2 separate regions of the Rattus norvegicus genome follow, and region 1 is linked to region 2. A link is a contact called in public Hi-C data. All regions are on one chromosome and are shown on one strand. Each heading gives the region's core, a stretch centred on a gene start, on an enhancer-like site or on the middle of the called end of the contact. The rest is flanking DNA. Distances are from core to core; before and after follow the strand shown. Region 1 overlaps Tanc1 (tetratricopeptide repeat, ankyrin repeat and coiled-coil containing 1). Region 2 overlaps Tanc1 (tetratricopeptide repeat, ankyrin repeat and coiled-coil containing 1).

Evidence for each region. Hi-C and Micro-C count contacts between places; a contact is called where the count stands out from the background.
Region 1: a Hi-C map of kidney shows a contact between it and region 2, with 1.5 times the contacts expected there. The contact joins two enhancer-like sites. A contact is called at or near these places in 3 of 12 Hi-C or Micro-C datasets (Schwann cells, kidney and liver).

What each region holds. Positions count from the first base shown.
Region 1 is chr3:64,642,646-64,647,532 of GRCr8, reverse strand. The region is part of intron 3 of Tanc1 (tetratricopeptide repeat, ankyrin repeat and coiled-coil containing 1); the gene reads right to left. LOC134486097 (a long non-coding RNA gene) reads left to right here and starts at 4,416. Exons shown (of 2, transcript XR_010064798.1): 1 at 4,416-4,547. Within about 2 kb of position 1,367, at least 3 of the 93 cell types and tissues checked have an H3K27ac peak or open chromatin away from gene starts, as enhancers often do. A contact at or near this core is called in kidney, where this site is marked.
Region 2 is chr3:64,586,035-64,591,010 of GRCr8, reverse strand. All of the region lies in intron 1 of Tanc1 (tetratricopeptide repeat, ankyrin repeat and coiled-coil containing 1), which reads right to left. Among named protein-coding and RNA genes, the nearest start is that of Tanc1, 46 kb to the right of the region's middle. Within about 2 kb of position 2,315, at least 19 of the 93 cell types and tissues checked have an H3K27ac peak or open chromatin away from gene starts, as enhancers often do. A contact at or near this core is called in kidney, where this site is marked.

The DNA.
Region 1 (4,887 bases), core at 118-2,617, 57 kb before region 2:
CAACACATTTGTTGAAGCCAAGGATCTATGCTGAGAGATACCCCTATTTCCTCTTCTCTCTTTCCTTTGGCAAGGGATGTGGGCATGTCCGCAGAGTAACTTAAGCAAAGTTTTCATGAGGCCTTCAGTAAGTGTGAGATAAGATAAGACATGTCCGAAATCAAGCCACTAGATTTCTAGAGGCCTGCAGAGATTCAGGGTTAGGATAAGACCCCTGAAATGAGGGACCATCTGGAATTATCCAGACAGGTCCCAAATACACGCATCCTGTATGAGAAAGGGGGAAATAAGACAGTCACAGAGAAAGGTTATAAGGTAAAGACAGAAGTAGAGAGTGGGGCCATGTAGCCAAAAACATCTAGAACCATTGGAAGCTACAGAAGGTTAGAGTTCTCCCAGACAAGGCCTCTAAGGAAGGCAGCCTGCGGGCTCAGAGATAGGCATCTGAAGCTTAAACCACCAAATGGAGATAACATTGCCACTGTAGCCCCAGGGAACACCCACCTTCAATACCAATCTGGGAGCACCGCTTTGCCCAACTCCTCCCAGCCCCTCCCCCATGAGGGACAACTTCCTGTGACCACGGTACCGGTGGGTAATGTGGACTGTTAAAAAAAAGGGCAAGGGCGGTAAGTATCTTGTTTCAACTGTTATGTGTTTGACCGCTCCGTACTCGAAGCCAACTTTAATCCTAACATAATAACACACCTCTTTTTGGCCCTAATCTCACCTTTCCGGGGGTGTGCTTATCAGCTGCACTACAACCTAAGCAGAGTTTAGAACTAAATGAAAAGCTCAAATAAACTCAAAGAAGCAACATGATCCTGTTACATTTAAGAACCAGCTTGGCACTTCTGTCAGAATGCGAGAGTATATCTAGTAGAGAATTACTACTCTTAAAAAAAAAAGTATAGTAAAAGGAATGGCTGAGTGACCTTCTGGTCCTACCTGAACTGTGTGAGTCTCAGCCTCAAATGAAAATCATGTTAAATATGATTTTAGATTAATTAATAAACACAAGGCTCAAAAAAAAAACGAATTTAAATGCTTTGGAAACTATACTCTATTTTTTTTTTTTCGGAGCTGGGGACTGAACCCAGGGCCTTGTGCTTGCTAAGCAAGCACTCTACCACTGAGCCAAATCCCCAACCCCAAAACTATACTCTAAATTGTAACTAGAACACACTGAAAAGCAGTGTAAGATTCATTTTAGAGATTAAAGGCTGTCTTAAAATAGCCTCTCCACCTGGTAAGGTCAAGCCTCCTTTCAAAGTACTAGTGGAAGGAAAGGGACTCTTGAACTCCAAGTCCCTCCTTGTCCTCCAGTTCCGACCCAGGTGGCAAGGCTACCCATAATGCATCACTGCCCATGTCCTTGAAAGTACAAGGCAGCTCAGTGCTGTGCTATTGTTGGCTGTGTGTTGAGGAAGCACTCTGGGCTCAGCCACGGTCTAAACCTCATGCTTACTACCATTCCCTGCAGTGACCCAGACCACTGAAACCCCCTCGGCAGTAGGGGCTGACTCGATCAGTGTTCTGGGTTCAAGACAACAGAAAGAAGGAGTTCTATGCTGAACACACCACAGTCCAGGTGCCTGTGGGACTTTTATTAGTGAAAGCTGCTACAATGTATCTGATCGTTCTACTAAAGCTGAGTGAGATTACCGGGGTGAGAATGCCTGGCCTGACATCTATGCTTTCAAGAAGGTATGCATATGTGTATGCACAGGGTATCCATGTCTGTGCTCATGCAGAGGCCAGGGGAGAGCACTGGGTCCCTCAGAGTTGGGGCTGGAGTTAACAGGCACTTGTCAGACAAGAGTACGGGAATCCAAACTCATGTCCTTGTGACTGAGCAGAAACCACTGTTAATCCCTGGGCCAATGTCTACCCCCAGGGTGCTTTCTTTTCTCTTTAGAACTATAGCTGATCTATCTTTTATCTAAACTTGGTAATAATATAATATATACCAAAGTAGTGGCCTCTCTCTGAAGAACAAAACTACCTTTCTTCTTAAAACTTGCTGCTAGAAAAGTTCAGGGTTACAGAATTTAGAAGGAATTGTCCCTGGAACACCCAGTATTTACCACAAGGTGGCGCTGCTCCGATGCCAGTTTCACAGGAAAGCCCTGAGGCGTGCTGGGACAGGTTTCTTCACCATCCGAGGCAAGAAATGACTGCCATCCTATGCAGTATGATGCTTTTAAGGTTTTAGGCAATACATATGTGCTTAGCAGTACACTAAGGAGTTCGATCTCGGAGGCAACAACCTCCTGTCCCTGGCCTAACGGAACAGATCCTGAACAGCGCATCCACATAGGCAGGTCCCAGTTTCACAGAGAGGCCACCAGGCATCAAAGTGGTGCAAAGGCCTGAGCACTCCTAGTTACACAAGGGGAATTCTGAAAGTCTGTGCACACTTAAATCAATCCTGGAATAAATGAATGGGGAAAGAGGCAACTCTCAGGGTACGGAATACTCGCCATCGATTTACACAGGTACTCCACTCTCAGAAGTGACAAGCCTGTGGGCTTTGCAGTGACCATGTGGTGGGTGGAAAGAGGAAGGGAAGAAGACAGGGCAAGTTCTGTGGAGAAAGTGAACAGGCACAACCTTGGCTGGATGACTCGGATCAACACCAACTGAGGTAAACTATCCTGCGGGTGCCAACCTTCGAATCTGGGAGGATGAAAAAGCCACCCCAAACTCCTAAGTCCTGGCCAATGGTGAGGAAAACGTCAGACACGTTCCAATAAGCAGGCCCCCTACAAAACATCATTACCCAAATCACCAGGGTCATCGAAACAAAGACTGTCTGAGAAACTGTCACAGTCAAGAATATATGGAGATGCCTTCAATCCCAGCAGAGGCAGGCTGATGTCTGAGTTTGAAGCTAGCCTGGTCTACTGAGTTCCAGGATAGCCCAGACTATAGAAAGAAATCCTGTCTCAGAAAACAAAACAAAACGAAAAACAATCTATGGAGACATGCTATGTGAATGTGAAGAGAACTAGAGATGGGGAAAACAACCCACAAGCACGGACTTTTGTAGGTATCACATTGGTTCACTGATTATAACAAATGTATCACACAACGTCCTGTGTTCATGACAGACTGACCATAAGACATGTGGAACTTCTTTGTACTGTTCTTTCGATGGCTCTGTAAATCTAAGAATACTCCAAAATAAATGTTTATGGGAAAGTAAAGCCAAAGCTCACCCAAGGCTCAAACAGTAAACAGCAGACGCTGTCATATACAGAAGCGCCTATTCGAGTGGCCATACGTGTGGCCTTGTTGTCCCACCCCCCTTAGAGGACACAGGAGAAGCAGAAAAGCTCAGCTTCACTGCTGGTCACAGAAAGGACAATGGCAGCAGTGTGAGCCTCTATGTCTTCTATGCCAACCAGAGCTCGAGAATGACCAGGTCTAAGGCCAATGCCCTCGCTGGGTGCCAAGCCCATGAGGTAGGATGAGCCAAGCTTCGAAAATCAGAGAATTCAAGTCCTAGCCAATTACTGGCTGGGTGTGGAACCGCCAGGAAAACTATCGCCTAACCTCCCAGGGCTCTCCACGAACTGTTGACGGGGTTGGTACTTCCGTCTAGGATGAAAAATGTGTGCACTGAGTCTAGCACTGAATAAATTCTAACTCTCCCTTCCTAAGCCGTAAAAGTCGGGGAAAGCCACAGTCTGGGGCTGAATGAGACCACCGAGTACTTCGGCAAGTGTGTGGCCAGACTACAACTGTGACCATCTATCCACATATTATCCATGGCTGTCTTGTGTCACGATAGCCCAATCCAGTGGTGGTAACAGAGATCACAGTTGCCTAATGTAGTTCCTGTCTGGGAGGGCAGAAGTTTCCAACTCTGGTCAATTGCTGTATTTCCAAATGCTAACGGATACTTTTCATTCCTTAAATCATACTTGACCTTCAACACCCTGAACTACCCTCTTCCTCAAGGTCAGAGACCTGAGTGTCGGATCTGTCTTCTGACTCCCTTGTGTTTTGCACAAACAGGACTAAGTCAAAATAGTACACACCGTAGTAAATCACACCTGAGCTATGCCTGGCTTCCAATAGAAATACCGTCCCTTAGACTTAGAGCCTAAGGGCCAATTAGTGCCTTGGAGTTCCTATTTTTAAAAATGTAGAAGTCCTGCCCACCTTAGAAATATCATAAAAACTGTATTTGGGGTGGCAGGGAATGTAAAGGTACAAGGAACAACATTTTTTCCCCAAATCAAAATTCACCCCCCCCCAAAAAATCAAACAAACAAACTCAAGCTCTAGCAGATCTGGCTCTGACAAGACACAGATCCCTAATTTCTGACCTCCCAACGGCTATGCCAGCATGGTGTGTGATATCACAATGTCCCCACCCCCAGCACTGTCCATATTCTACCCCCTCAAGTTCTCATGTGCAAATATGTCACCATAAGCCAGCGTTCCTTTCTCCTACCATTTTCTCAGACCGACCACTGCCTCACTGCGTTCGCCTGTCACTGCGGAGAATGAAGCCACTGCACTTCATCCCGACCACTGTAAGAGTCCCAACCCGTTTTAAGGCCCAGCTGGCAAGCAGAAAACAGACACTGCTCTAAACCTCAAACCTCTTTCATCCCTCCGAACAAAAACACTCAAAGGACATTACTGACAAAAACAAAGTAACAAAAAACTTAAATCCTTCCTGGCTCCATGGCTGGGCTGCAACTGCTTCCACCTTCCCAGATAACATTCCTTGCCCCCCCCCCCCATTCTCAGACTCCACCCATCTTGGCCCTGACTCTCTTTTTCACGGGCCTTCTGGACATCAATGGGGGGAGGGGTGGAGGCTGTTCCATGGTCAACTAATGAATGCCTCTTAGGAGCTCCTGTTTGTGG
Region 2 (4,976 bases), core at 1,066-3,565:
TCCCCCCCCCCCAAATCAAGCAATTAACCAACATTTATAGCAGTTTAAAATGGACAGAGAACATTCCGCCATACTCTCGCTTGCAAGGAATGCATCAAAACTCACTGAAATCCTGGATGTCAGGCGATGAGATACTTGCAAAGAATATGGTACATTTCCTAATATCCCTCATGTCTACACCTGAATTAACCTGAGAATGTCAGGCCAGTTATTCCCAACTCCTAAACTCTCATGCTGTACAAGATCAAAGAGCATCTCCTTCCAACCCACCTAATCCACTCAAAGCAAAACTCTCTGAAGAAGCTTCCTGTCTATGGTCAAAATCAAGTGCAGCTGAAGAGATGGCTCAGTGGTTGCGGGCACTTGTCGCTCTTGCAGAAGGCCTGGGCTTGGCTAGCTGGAATCCCAGTTCTAGGGGATCTAATACCCTCTTCTGGACTTGTGAACAACAGGTATGCAAGAGGTGCACATAAATATCTGAAGGTAAGACATACATACATTCATTCATATAACAGATAAAAATGTAAAACCATAAATAAAAAAATAAATGAAACAAGATGAATACTATCTACAAATGAAATACAGCAGATCACAGTACATGTAAGTATTAGGAGCCATTTTACTTCAGAGAGGTGAGACCTCAGAAACAGCCTTCATGTTAGTAACTCAAGTTTTTGAAGCTCGTTCAGTTCTGACTTGTATTGGGGAGGCTGTATGGGCTTATCTATCTATGTGTTAGCCATACTCAGTGTTTATCAAAAGAAAGGAGAGGTAGCAGTAGGCCAGCAGCAACCTACAAGATAATAAATACAGAATAATGCAAACAGGAGACGACAAAGCAGAAGAGAGACCACAGGAAGAGGTCTGCTAGTGGTCTGGGAATCCATGAGAAGTGTTCTGAAGGCAAGAACACCACCTACATCAACTGAGAAGAATCAGGAGGTTGGGGAAGCTCAACTCTTGAGGAATGGATACTTAAAATACCAGAATTGCCTCCTCCACCCAAACAAGGGAACCACCAATCCTTATAATATAGCTATGAACAAGTAAGAGAACTTCTCTAGGATCCAGAGACTTCACACAAAAAGCATTAAGGCAACCAGAAAGGATTTGGGACAATAAAGAAGTGGCTTGTTTTTTTTTTCCCCCTCAACATACACAGTTGGAAAATATGCAAAGTAGGCCGTATTCTCTATAACACAAAGGCCTTCACCTTTATTCTACAAACTGAATCTCCAATTTTAGTATTACTTACTTGACTATAAATCTGATTCACCTTTTTAGAAAAAGATTTAAAATTTACGACATTAAAAGCTAAGCAAACGTATACTCGTAATATGAATTTTTTAAAGTTTCAAGGCATGAATTTAAACTCAAATGTTTAACAAAACTAGAGAAGGGGAGATGTTTCAGTGGCTAAGAGCACTTGATACATAAACATGAGGAAGGACGTGAGTTCAAATCCCCCATTCCTACATAAAGGAGCTGGTGTGACCCTACACTTCTTCAACCACAACACTTCAAGAGGCAGAAACGGAAGGGTCACTGGAACTGGCTGGCTGCCTGCCGAGCCCTGTTCTCAAAGGAACAGGACAGAAAGTCATAGATCAGGACACTCAAGGTTCTTCTTTAGCATCAACCTGTGTGCTTGCACCTGCACACATGCACTCGGTGAAATCACCTGCAACACTATTAAATATCCAATCCTCCTCAGTATTAGGATTTCAAGTTGCTGGAAAATGGCTACGTTCACTTTGTTTAGAGAGACTTTGTATCTCATCCTGACAGCTACTTGTCCAAAGACAACTTCACTTTTGGAGGTAAGGATGGCTATTCCACTTCCTTCGGTGCACAATAGCTTTTTCCTATTAGCTGCGAAGGAGTCTGCTCAGTCCAGCTTTCAACAATGCCTTCTCCGGCAATGGCTGCACATCCCATTTCCGCTGATATATTTTTGTTGATAGAAAGAGAAATACCCGACCACGCAAATTCCCCACAGCACTCAGGGTTCTTTTACACTAGGCAAATGTTTTCAAGCAAATAATTAAAGCTATTAGAGAACCAACGGTACAGTGATTGGCAAGTCTCTCCCCAGGTTTGACTTATTTAAACATTCTTCCGGGACCAGGTACTAACTCCCAAATTTATGGCCAGAGTTCTCGGGTTCACACATGAAAAACAGATCTGCCTGTCCGGCAGCCTGACAAGTACTGGGTGCAAGAAGACTTTGCTTTGGTATTTCAAATATGCGCACAAGACGGATCAGGGCAATGACAGAGGAGCCAAAGTCTGAAATCAATGCATTCTTCCTCAAACCAAGAGACGTTCAGCTCTAGAAATAACCAAGGGTTGCATTCCTGCGAGGCCAGTACAAGGGTGGAGCTCCTGTCCTGCAGAAAACTCTGGCTTGTTCCCAAGATGTCCTCCCTAAGCAAATCTCACCTTCACGAAGGTGGCAGGATGCTCCTACCCAGAACAGCAGCAGCCTTATCACTTTTCCAGGGACATCAAGGTCTATTAGAGAGAGCAAGCCAATGCAAACTCCACCCTAGAATCTCCGTCTTCCCAGGCCTGCCTTGCCCCACAGGCTAACACAGCCTGCATTATCAGACCCTTCTCTCTCTCTCTCTCTCTCTCTCTCTCTCTCTCTCTCTCTCTCTCTCTCTCTCTCTCCTTCCCCACATGGAGAGGTTTAATGAGAGAAGAAGAGTAGAAGAGGGGAGGAACAAAGGCTGGCCATGAGCATGTGGAGGGAAGGGGGAGGGGATGGGGCGAGAAGGAACAGGGAAGAGGGCACCAGAGCAGAGAAGAGTGAAGGCAAGAGAGCCAAACTCTTAAAGAAGCAGCACATGTTTTCTCATCTCAACATCAACAATACTTCTGAAGGGGCATGATGTAACTCTTGGGGTTTTTTTTGTTTTTTTTTTTTTTTAAAGAGTATCATTTGTGACGCTAGAGAGATAGCTCAGTAGTTAAGAGTACTTGCTACTCTTACAGAGGACCTGGGTTAGGTCCCTAGCACACATGTCAGACATCTAACAACCGCCCATAACTCCAGGTCCAGAGGACCCAAGACACCCTCTTTTATTTCAGTAGGTAGCCACATGCTCATACACATACACACATAAATAACAAAAAAAAGAAAGAAAGAAAGAAAGAAAGAAAGAAAGAAAAACTAGGGGTTGTGGATTTAGCTCAATGGTAGAGCACTTGCCTAGCAAGCTCAAGGCCCTGGGTTCGGTCCCCAGCTCCAGAAAAAGAAAAAAAGAAAAAAAAAAAGCGTGTAAAAAAATGAAAAAACTATCATTTTTTATGAAGTTAGTAAATTAAATATGCTCATTTAAAATGCAATGGGGGACTGGCTCTGGATCTCTGAGATCAACACGTTGCAGAAATGGGGGTTATAACCAGATTTTTTCAACAAAAGAAGGAACAGTGAGCTGAGGCTGGGCCTAGGTTGGGCAAGATGAGTACTCTGAAGTAAACAGCAATGACAGAGGCCTCACAGCAAAGGTCTGGCCTCTCCCCTCCTTCCTCCTGCTCTCTAGTCTTCCCCCAAGTCAGTCATAGATGCCAGGATCCTTTCCCAAGGTGGATAACAGAAACTAGAGACCCTCCTCCGTAAAGCAAGCCATAAAGTCTGGCATCATATATCCCCACCTTCCTATGAAGGAGCTGGCCATAAAGTCACTCTACGGCCTACTTTGTCTCAACGTCTGTTAAATATATGTTCCAGGGATCCTACCCAGCTGGAGCTGGGAGAGAGGAATTCTACACAGAGTCCAAGAAGGAAATGAACATAAAGGCCTCCTGGGTGCTCCTCCTGGGTGCTCCTCCTTAGTCTGCTTCCAGTAGATCAGCCTCTATAGTCAATCCACAGTCCAATCCACAGCTCTGCAGTTCATCTTCAGACTTACGCATAAAAATGGACAGTTCTCACTGAAGTTAGGGGACTGTAATTCTGAAGGACCTTGTGACTCAGAATGCTCTGTTATTCTCCTGTACTAGCTACTGTGGTGTTTTTTAAAACCCTAAGGGGTTCTACCTGTGCTCTTAAGTTCCTATCTCCCAGCTTCTTGTTTGTTGAGGGATATGTTACATATATCCCCAAGTATCTGCCCTGCGCCAACCTTCAGGGGCAAAAAAGTCGAGTATACTCCAATGGAGAAGAAAAGCAGCAATGTTAACAAGCATGTCGGGAAGCTTAACACCTCTATTTCTCTATAAAGAAAGAAAGTGAGAAAGGTACAAGGATGGCCCTGTGGAGGAGGGGAAGATGAGCATGAGATCAAAGGACAGCTGATGAGCTCTAGTCACCTGGCATAGGCAGAAGGTGGGGGCGGGGGGAGAGCACACTCCCGCCTTGGATGCTCAGCCCAGCACAGGGGCTAAGCACCAAGTGAGAGCACCTCCATGTGCAATCAAAGCTGCACAGGGAGAGAATGGAGAGCTAAGGGAGATAATGGAGAACTAAGGCAAGGCAGCCACAGAGGGAAAAAATCACAGAGATCAAAAAACAAATGCTGTAAGAACAAGCAGATACGGAAGTTGAAGGGAACCTGGCTGTTTTAAAGGGATTTTAAATGTTGGATCTGTAACTATTCCAAATGATGCTTAAAACCCACAGGACTGGTGAAGGTGGAGCCGGAACTTGACCCCAGAAATGTCTTGAAGAGAGCTTCCTTAAAAAATCTTCAACAGATAAGAAAGTGGGATTATGGGACGTTAAAGAGAGCACAGGTAGAAGCCCTGAATTAAAGACGACTTTAAAAGAAGATGGAGCTATAGCAGTTAGAGATCCAGCCACACTGGTCTTGGGGAATGCCGACATCAACGTGGGGTCCCAGCGGTCACGAGACCAAAAGCTCCAGAAGCACCTGAGGCTTGAACAGGAACCATAGTCTTGAATGAGGTCTCAGCACCCCTCACAGAGCTTTGCAGAGGATGGGGCCCAGGCCACAGAAGTCTTCTCCACA